Regions from separate parts of the Danio rerio genome. Here region 2 is linked to region 1. Evidence: chromatin contacts called from public Hi-C data. All regions are on one chromosome and are shown on one strand. Each heading gives the region's core, a stretch centred on a gene start, on an enhancer-like site or on the middle of the called end of the contact. The rest is flanking DNA. Distances are from core to core; before and after follow the strand shown.

Region 1 (4,644 bases), core at 1,245-3,744:
CTGTGTGGAGTTTGCATGCTCTCCCCGTGTTGGCGTGGTTCCGGGTGTTCCAGTTTCCCCCACAGTCCAAACACATGCCCTATAGGGGAATTAATGAAGTAACTTGGCCATAGTGTGTGAATGTGAGTGTGTATGGGTGCTTCCCAGTCCTGGGTTGTGGCTGGAAGGGCATCCGCTGCTTAAAACATCTTTAGCCTCTTTGGTAGAGCAACTGACCCCCATGCGGAAGGTTGCTGCTACAGTCCCAGCTCGGAGCAGGTTGGGTGCAGTGGGACTGGCAGGGTTACACTGAAATAGTTGGCAATTCATTCCACTGTGTAAAAGAGACCAAAGCTTAAGGAAAATGAATGAAAGAACAGATACATTTAATTTAATCATACTTAAACTAAATCTGATTTATTTTATAGCCAGTTTACTGATTTAGACCAAAGTCCTTTTTGTTTTCTATATTCTTGGATTGGACTAAAAAACAAACAAACAGAGGATATCATTGACAGTGAGTGAACATCTGAAATCAGATCTCTCTCCAAATGTCCAGTTTCCTCGTGTGATATCCGCCAGCAGATGGAGGTGTTGCTTCTCTCAGTTTTTTCTTCAAGGTTTAGTTTCTCTCTGCCCTCCAGTGAACATCCTGAATCTGAGCCCTGTGAATGGGAGAAACTCATACAGCGTCACGCCTTCATCAGCCAATCAGGAGCACTGAAGCAGGGCGTTGAGCTGTGTTGCCAAATCCGCATATTTACACCACAATGGGGAAAATAAAAACTTAATATTATTAATAAAATATATTGCTCAAAATAAAATTTTTTGGTAGATTAATTGCAATTAGTCACATGTAAATATGAGTTTGTTTTGACATAAGATGCGTGCGTATTATACTATACAGCTATACAAAATTTTTGCCATTGATATTAAAATTTATATATACTTTATATCATATACAATTTTTATATTTAAATATAAATAATTTCTCAAGGATATGGTGGATAGAGATATGAAGCAAATATAGGATTAAAGAAGTGATGTTAGTGAGGCCAGCAGGAGGCGCTCAACCTGCGGTCTGTGTGGGTCCTCATGCCCCAGTATAGTGAAGGAGACTCTATACTGCTCAGTGAGCGCCGTCTTTCGGACGAGACGTTAAACTGAGGTCCTGACTCTCTGTGGTTGTTAATAATTCCAGGATGTAGGGGTTTAACCCTGACATCCTGGCCAAATTTGCCCACTGGCCTCTGTCCATCATGGCCTCCTAACCCTCCCCATATCATAATTGGCTTCATCACTGTCTCCTCTCCACCAATCAGTTGGTGGGTGGTGTGCGGTTTAGCGCAATATGGTTGCCGTTGCGTCATCCAGGTGGATGCTGCACACTGATGGTGGATGAGCAAATACCCCCCCCCCCCCCCCCAATGTGTAAAGCACTTTGAGTGTCCAGAAAAGAGCTATATAAATGTAAGGAATTATTATTATTATTATTATTATTATTATTATTACATGCATGCATGTGTAGCTTTATATATACATATAAACAGTACAAACAAACAGTATGTCAAAACAAACCTTCATTTAGGTCATGATTAATCGTGATTCATCTTTGCCCAGTTTTTAGCAATGCATATCACTAATAAAAAATTACATTTTGAGGAAATTAACAAATTGCCTTCTTTGAACATGATTCTAGGGATTTTTGTAGTCTAGAAAAGATGATTTCTTTAATTAATAAGGAATATTTATAATAATTACTAATATACAGTAACTTTTCATACAAATAATGAGTTTATAGGTTTTCTTTTCTATAACTAAAAAATTCAGAAATACTATTTACAAATATAATTACTATATTTTCCCCCAATTTCTAACACATCTTAGATGATTAACTCTATATACAAAATTATTAGCCCTCCTGAAATATTAGTCCCCCTGTATAAATATTTTTTGTTTAACGGAGAGAAGATTGTTTCCAACACATTTTTAACCATAATATTTTTAATAATTATTTCTAATAACTGAATTATTTAATCTTTGCCATGATGACAGCAGATAGTATTTGACTAGATATTCTTCAGGATACTAGTATTCAGCTTTAAGTGACATTTAAAGGCTTAACTAGGTTAATTTGGCAGGTTAGGGTAATTAGACAAGTCATTGTATAACAGTGGTTTGTTCTGTAGACTATCCAAAGCAAATATTCCTTAAGGGGGCTAATAATATTGACCTTAAAATAGTTTTAAAAATGAAAACTGCTTTAATTCTAGCCAAAACAAAACAAATAAGACTTTCTCCAGAAGAAAAAATATTATAGGAAATATTATGAAAAATTCCTTGCTCTGTTAAACATCATTTGGGGAATATTTTTCAAAGAAAAAAAAAATCATAGGAGGGTGAATAATTTTTATTTCACCTGTATGGGAGTGGCATATTGTCCGTTTGTTGCGAGGATCTGGCAACCCTGGCTGTAGGCGCGACTGAATCAAGCCGCAGAAGTTCGCTGTGTTTGGGCTAGAGCAGTGAGTGATCCAGCATGGCGCCCAGTCAGGGCTCTAGGATGCTTAGTAAAGATGATGCTGATTATAAACTTCACTTTAGGATGATAAACGAGCAGCAAGTGGAGGACATCACTATTGACTTCTTCTACAAACCGCACACCATAACTTTACTAACGTTCACCGTCGTCAGCATAATGTACTTTGCTTTCACCAGGTGAGTAAACATCAGATTTGTTATGATTGGACACACCTGACCAGCGTATATTAATTTATTATATTTCACCACGGAAAAAAGACATGATATTGTTATGATATTGTCAGTTTTACAGATATTTTCGGATAAATCCTACTGTGGGATATGAAGATGTAGATGTAAAACTTTTTACAACCTACCTGAGTACATTTCCTTTAATAAATATTACCAGAAAAACAAAACTAAAATAAATATATTATTTATTTAATAAACTACCAGTTATTTGGTTTAGTTAACTTTGTTTTAAGCTTAATAAGTGTATAAATATGTTAATGTAATAAGTCCTTTAATTTAGACATAATAAGCATAGATACACTCACCGGCCACTTTATTAGGTACACCTGTCCAACTGCTCGTTAGCGCAAATTTCTCATCAGCCAATCACATTGCTGCAACTTAATGCATTCTGGCATGTAGACATGGTCAAGACGATCTGCTGCAGTTCAAACTGACTTTGAATGTGTCATGGTTGTTGGTGCCAGATGGGCTGGTCTGAGTCATTCAGAAACTGCTGATCTACTGTGATTTTCACGCACAACCATCTCTAGGGTTTACAGAGAATGCTCTGAGTAAGAGAAAATATCCAGAGAGCGGCAGTTCTGTGGGCGCAAATGCCTTGTTGATGGTCATAGGAGAATGGCCAGACTGGTTCCAGCTGATAGAAAGGCAACAGTAACTCAAATAAGCACTCGTTACAACCGAGATCTGCAGAAGAGCATCTCTAAACACACAACACGCCCAACCTTGAGTCGGATGGGCTACAGCAGCAGAAGACCACACCGGGTGCCGCTCCTGTCAGCTAAGAACAGGAAACTGAGGCTACAATTCACACAGACTCACCAAAACTGGACAATAGAAGATTGGAGAAACGTTGCCTGCTCTGATGAGTCTCCATTTCTGCTCACACATTCAGATGGTCGGGTCAGAATTTGGTGTCAACAACATGAAAGCATGGATCCATCCTGCCTTGTATCAGCGGTTCAGGCTGGTGGTGGTGGTGTAATGGTGTGGGGGAGATTTTCTGCACACTTTGGGCTCATTAATACCAATTGAGCATCGTGTCTACGCCACAGCATACCTGAGTATTGCTGCTGACCATGTCCATCCCTTTATGAGCACAGTGTCTCCATCTTCTGATGGCAGCAGGATAACACCATGTCATAAAGCGTGAATCATCTCAGACTGGTTTCTTGTACATGACAATGAATTCACTGTACTCAAATGGCCTCCACAGTCACCAGAGCTCAATCCAATGGAGTGCCTTTGTGATGTGGTGGAACGGGAGATTGGCATCATGGATGTGCAGCCAACAAATCTGCAGCAACTGTGTGATGCTATCATGTCAATATGGAGCAAAATCTCTGAGGAATATTTCCAGTAGCTTGTTGAATCTCTGCCATGAAGGATTAAAGCAGTTCTGTAGGCAAAAGGGGTCCAACCTGGTACTAGTAAGGTGTACCTAATAAAGTGGCCGGTGTATATTTCTATTGTCATTAATGTAATATATTCACCTGTCTATGTCAGTTATTATAGTCAACAAACTAAATCCATACCAAAATCACTTGAAAAGTTTAAACTAGTTGCTAATTATGGGAACATTTACACTGTTTAGTTTAATATGAGGTTTGTTATGACTGAACACACCTGACCCGCATCTATTAATTTATTATATTTCTCCACCAAAAAAAGTTATTATGTGTGCCACAGTGGTGCAGTGAGTGGCACAATTGCCTCCAAGCTAGAACGTCGCTGGTTCGAGTACCGGCTGGGCCCGTTGACATTTCTGTGTGGAGTTTGCATGTTCTCCCCATGTTGGTGTGGGTTTCCCTCACAGTCCCCACATAGGTGAATTGATTAACTGAATTGGCCGTAGTGTATGTGTATGTGAATGTAAGTGTGTATGGGTGC
Region 2 (5,358 bases), core at 1,651-4,150, 130 kb before region 1:
TTACAATAGGGATTCATTAGTTAATGTGTTTACTTATATGAACTGTTTAATTAAAATCCAAATTCCTGTTTGTTAACATCAGTTAATGTACAGCGAATTAAAATAAACTAACAATGAACATCTTCATTTTCATTTACAAGCAAAGCTGAATAAACACTAATGAATGTATTACTCATTGTTTGTTCATGTCAGTAAATGCATGAACTGACAGTATCTCATACTAACTTATTAAAGTGTAAAGTGTTACCCATGAAAATATAGCAATGAGAAGGAAGCTCAAATTCGCAAACTAAATTAAACTCACTTTTCCCTTTCTCTGGCATTTTTGTACAACTTCACTTCCTGTAACAGAGAAAGTAAAATCACTTTAAGAAAAATAATAAAATAATAACAACTAGGGGTTCAACGGATCACGATTGATCTGTGATTCATAAAGATCACAAACCACAGTTCAAAACACACGTGGCCTGCGGATTAATACATTTTTCATTGGGAGATTAGTCCTAAATTTGTAACAATCACAGAGAGAGCGCCTCTAGCATTATTCAAATCACATGTATGAAAGCATTTAGGCTTCTCTGTAAAATTTAATAATGATGGATAAAGTTGTGGAGGGTTATTCGGGATGTGGTGGCTTTCATTAAAGGTGTTTTCTGTCACTACATGTTTAGCCTGCATTAATGCATTCAGTGTAAACAATACGATTAATCATTTAAAGATCGAGATCTCAACACCCACGCAACGTCAATTATAAATGATAGGGATTTGCATACGTTTATTAATCTTAAGAGATTCAGTCTTTAGTCTTTTGAGTTAGCAATAAAGTTACAACCAGACAATAACACAGAAGTACTGAGAGAACAGTTTGTAGTTTAGATCAAACCACTGATGTTTATGGTAAAGATTAATATCACAGTCATATGCATTTAACCTGACGCTCAAAAATGAAAGTTGTAGGCAGCAATTACATTAACCAATAGGTGGAGACAACCAGCTATCAAACATATGCCGCTGCATAATTCTTCAAAAAATTATCATCCAGCAATAAACGTGAAGTTTAAGGAGTAAATAACTGAATCATTTAAAGGGTTTAAATGCAAAAACCTCTAGTTTTTAATCAGGCTCTGATATGCATGTTTAGTAACATCACTTTTATGGCAAAGAAAAAGTCCCTTTCCTGGTCTTTAAAGTGAAATATCTCAACATAATCAAAGGAGGCTGAGAAAAATGTTAATTTTCGATGGAAATTTAAGATGGCACTTAGAAGTTTTTTTCATCTGAACTCTTCATTTATTGAAAATGAGAATAAATATAAATATGAATTGTACATGTTAAATTTCTACATTTAGCGTTGTCTGCAACAGTAGTAGTACAGTAGTATCATTTTTCACAGTACTGAATATTTTACAATTTACAATTTATTTAGTTATTTATTTTTTTAGATTTAGTTTTGGCTTTTTTGCCTTTATCGAGAGGATAGGTCAGTATTTTAGACAGGAAAAGAACTGGGAAAGAGAGGGGGTAGGGTCAGGAAATGTCCTTGAGCCAGGATTCGAACACGGGACACCCTGAAGTGCTACTGCACCATATGTCAGTGCGCTAACCTGTCTGCTGTCTTGCAGTGCTGTTTTTGTAATAAATGGAAAGCAAATTACATTTGTCTCCTTCACTTTTCAGCTAATACAATAAAAATGGTCCAATTCATGACTAAAAAACCATAATGCGATCTGAACTGTGAGATTTGTGATCCTTTGCACCACTAATAACAACACACGAATGTGTTATTACAAAGTATGTGTGCAAAACGTAACATTTTACCTCATACAGTTCTGGCTTGTTGGCAGGAGCTGTTTAAATGGAGATGGAAAATGCAGATATAAAATCAAATACGAGACAAAAAATAAAATAAATGAGACTAAAAAGAGATTTTCTGCCTCACCTCCTCCCATCACTCCAGATGCAGGTATTCCATGAAACATGATGACCTACAAATTAATCATATATATAAAACAACAAGCTCATTATTATGTTATCATTATTATCAGTTAAAAGAATGAATAAATGATATTAAATAAACATTTACTGATCTATTTTTGTTATCATACAGTGTGGCTATGGAAATACTGTTCAAGCTTAGGGACAAACAGACATGTGTGATTAATTTTATTGATTTTAAAGATTAAAAGGATTGTTTGAATCCAGATATACATTGAATCTTAACAGTAAGTTAGTAGCTAAAACAAGCGATTGTGTTTTGTTTACTTCCTGACAAACAAAAAGCGATGCTAGCTCAGAAAGCTAGCTCAGATTTGACTTGAATTCCGCTGTATATCTACACAGGATGTTCTTTTCTCTCGTTTAATCTCATCTTGTACACACATATAACGTCGTATCGATTAAAAAGCTACGCATTTCTGAAACAATAGAGGCGCTTTTAGCAAAAACGCACCAGGAAAAAGACAACTCACTCACCCTTATATTGACGTCACCCAAAAGCTGACGTGACGTCGCCGGATGATTTCGTAACGTCCTGCTTTTTATTATTCATTACAAATAGTTATTGAATGCAAATTAAATAGTTATTTGTAATTCCAAACACGAAATTAATCAAATAATTATTTATTGTTACGTTCAATATTAGAATAAAACTAACATTTATGAGTACTTTTTCATTGAGAGGGTTGCCAGGTCCCTTCATCCATCCCTCAATACCACACTCTCTCCACTTTACTAATTGTAATTAGTTGCATATAGGTACATTATGATATAATAACATGTTAATACAACTTAATACATATTAATAAAAAACAACAGAGTTCATTGTTTAGACCAGATCTGTTATTCGTAAAGAGCTAATACCTAATAGTTCACAAATACTTGGCAACCCGACGGTGTCTTTGAATCCGCGCGGGAATCATTTGACAAGAAAGAAGCAGTGAAAACAACAGCTCGAAAAACTGTCAAAAATACAATATAAACGCTAATATCGACTGTTTACGTCGTTTATTATGAGACTGTAAGCGTCAGATTTAATTATTCGCCTTGGTCTGGTTAATTTGGGCGTGTGTGTGCTTTGTAAACACAGAATGAAGTCTGTGAGGAGCAGTAAAGTGAAGCCCGCGGCTAATAGAGAAGAGGAGTGCGGAATATGGCTGGACACGAAAGAGCTCAAAGAAAAGAAACAACAGGTCAGACAATCTGTGCTATTGTTACACACAGTCCATAATACTACATGTAACGTAAAGAAATAACACTTGCAGAATGAGACTGTCCTGGTTTGCTATAGCAGTTACTCACCCATTTGCCATTCAACATGATCCAGTGTTCAGTCTGAAAGAAGTGAAGGTGTTTTAGGGGGGGAAATTGGGTATTTTGTTCTGTACAGTGGATTTCTATGGTGGTCTGCGGTTCAAACTACAGTTAAGTTTAGTTTTAAAGGGCTTTCAATGATCCATGAAGAGTAACCTAGCAAATGGATTGACAATAGTAATAACAAAAGGCTTTATACTTAATCATGAATGCCATAATGCTCTTTATCTGGGATGCAAACTTTTGTGGTTAAAAAATATTGCAGTTTTAATGTTACTTTTTTAAAGAAAATAACTCTTATTCATCGACTGGGACATTTTGAACTGGGAGTTACTGCAGACTTTTATTTCAGTATGGTGACGTATAAGCATCTTTCGCACAATCTGTAACTTTGTTGTGATTAATGTTGTGTTTGTACAGAAACAGCTGACCCGTCCGGCCTCCAGATTCCGATCTCCTCTGTCTGGATCAGGACTCTACAATGTGGCCCTGATGAGCTTCACTCAGACCAAACTCAACATGCCCGTCACCAGACAGAGCACCATATCAACATTCTTCTCTCCCAAACCCAGAGGTGTGTATGTATGTATTTATCTGTCTGTCTATCTGTCTAACCATTCATCCATTGTTCTATCCATCTGTTCTGTCTGTCTGTCTATATCTCTATTGTTCTATTTACTTGTCTATCCATCCATCCTGTCTGTCTTATTTTTTGTTCTATTTACTGGTGAATCTGTCCATCCATCCTGTCTATTTTTCTGTCATTCTATTTACCTGCCATTCCATCCATCTATCTCTGTCTGTTTACTACCTGTCATTCTATCTATCCATCCATCATCCATCTATCTGTCGTTCTATCTATCATTCTAGCTATCCATCCAACCATTTGTCCTGTCTTTCTGTCTATTTTTCTATCTTTTTATTTACCTGTAATTTCTTCCATCCATTCATCCAGCTATCTTTATCCATCCATCCATCCATCTGTCTGACTGTGTCTATCTACCTGTCATTATGTCTATTCAGTCATCCATTGTTCTATCCATCCATCCTGTCTGTCTATTTTTCTATTGTTTTATTTACTTGTCAATCTGTCCATCCATCCATCCGTCTGTCTGTCTGTCTGTCTATATCCATTCATCCATCCATCCATCCATCCATCCATCTATCTATATCCATCCATCCGTATGTGTGTCTGTCTATCTACCTGTCAATTTATCTATTCATTCATCCATTGTTCTATCCATCCATCCATCTGTCTGTCTGGTGTTCTATCCATCCATCCATACATACATATATCATTCTAGCCAGCCATCTATCCTGTCTGTCTATTTTTCTATCGTTTTATTTACTTGTCAATCTGTCTATCCATCCATCCTGTCTATTTTTATATTTACCTGTCATTCCATCCATCCCTCCATCCATTCCTCCATCCATCCCTCCATCTATCCATCCATCCATCTATCCATCTATCTATCTATCTATCTATCTATCTATCTATCTATCTATCTATCTATCTATCTATCTATCTATCTATCCATCCATCCATCCATCCATCCATCCATCCATCCATCCATCCATCCATCCATCCATCCATCCATCCATCCATCCATCCATCCATCCATCCATCCATCCATCTATCTATCCCTCCACTGTTTTATCCACCCATCCGTCTATTTTTTCATTCATCCATTGTTCTATCCATCCATCATCCATCTATCTGTCATTCTAGCTATCCATTCATTTTTCTTGTCTGTTTATTTTTCTATTTTTCTATTTACCTGTTATTCCATTCCATCCATCCGTCTGTCTGTTTGTCATTCTATCCATTCATCCATATATCCATCCTGTCTATTTTTCTACCATTCCATCCATCCATCCATCCATCCATCCATCTATTCATCCCTCCACTGTTCTATCCATCCATCCATCTGTCATTCTAGCTATCCATTCATCTGCCCTGTTTGTTTTTCGATCTTTCTATTTACGTTATTCCATTCCATCCATCCATCCATCTATCTATCTATTCATCCCTCCACTGTTCTATCCATC

The links. A called contact is a pair of places that touch in the nucleus more often than the background predicts.
Region 2: a Hi-C map of hematopoietic stem cells shows a contact between it and region 1, with 2.6 times the contacts expected there. The contact joins the promoter of aunip here to the promoter of ptdss1b in region 1. A contact is called at or near these places in 2 of 18 Hi-C or Micro-C datasets (embryo and hematopoietic stem cells) and 1 of 4 datasets of contacts at active chromatin or transcription factors (gastrula embryo).

Annotation. Positions count from the first base shown.
Region 1 is chr19:48,979,093-48,983,736 of GRCz12tu, reverse strand. ptdss1b (phosphatidylserine synthase 1b) reads left to right here and starts at 2,494. Exons shown (of 14, transcript XR_012395268.1): 1 at 2,494-2,697.
Region 2 is chr19:49,112,476-49,117,833 of GRCz12tu, reverse strand. aunip (aurora kinase A and ninein interacting protein) reads left to right here and starts at 2,900. Exons shown (of 4, transcript XR_012395269.1): 1 at 2,900-3,188; 2 at 3,730-3,883. It overlaps vps28 (VPS28 subunit of ESCRT-I), which reads right to left and starts at 2,482. Exons shown (of 10, transcript NM_200590.1): 1 at 2,473-2,482; 2 at 1,940-1,985; 3 at 1,819-1,847; 4 at 305-342. The coding sequence starts at 1,979.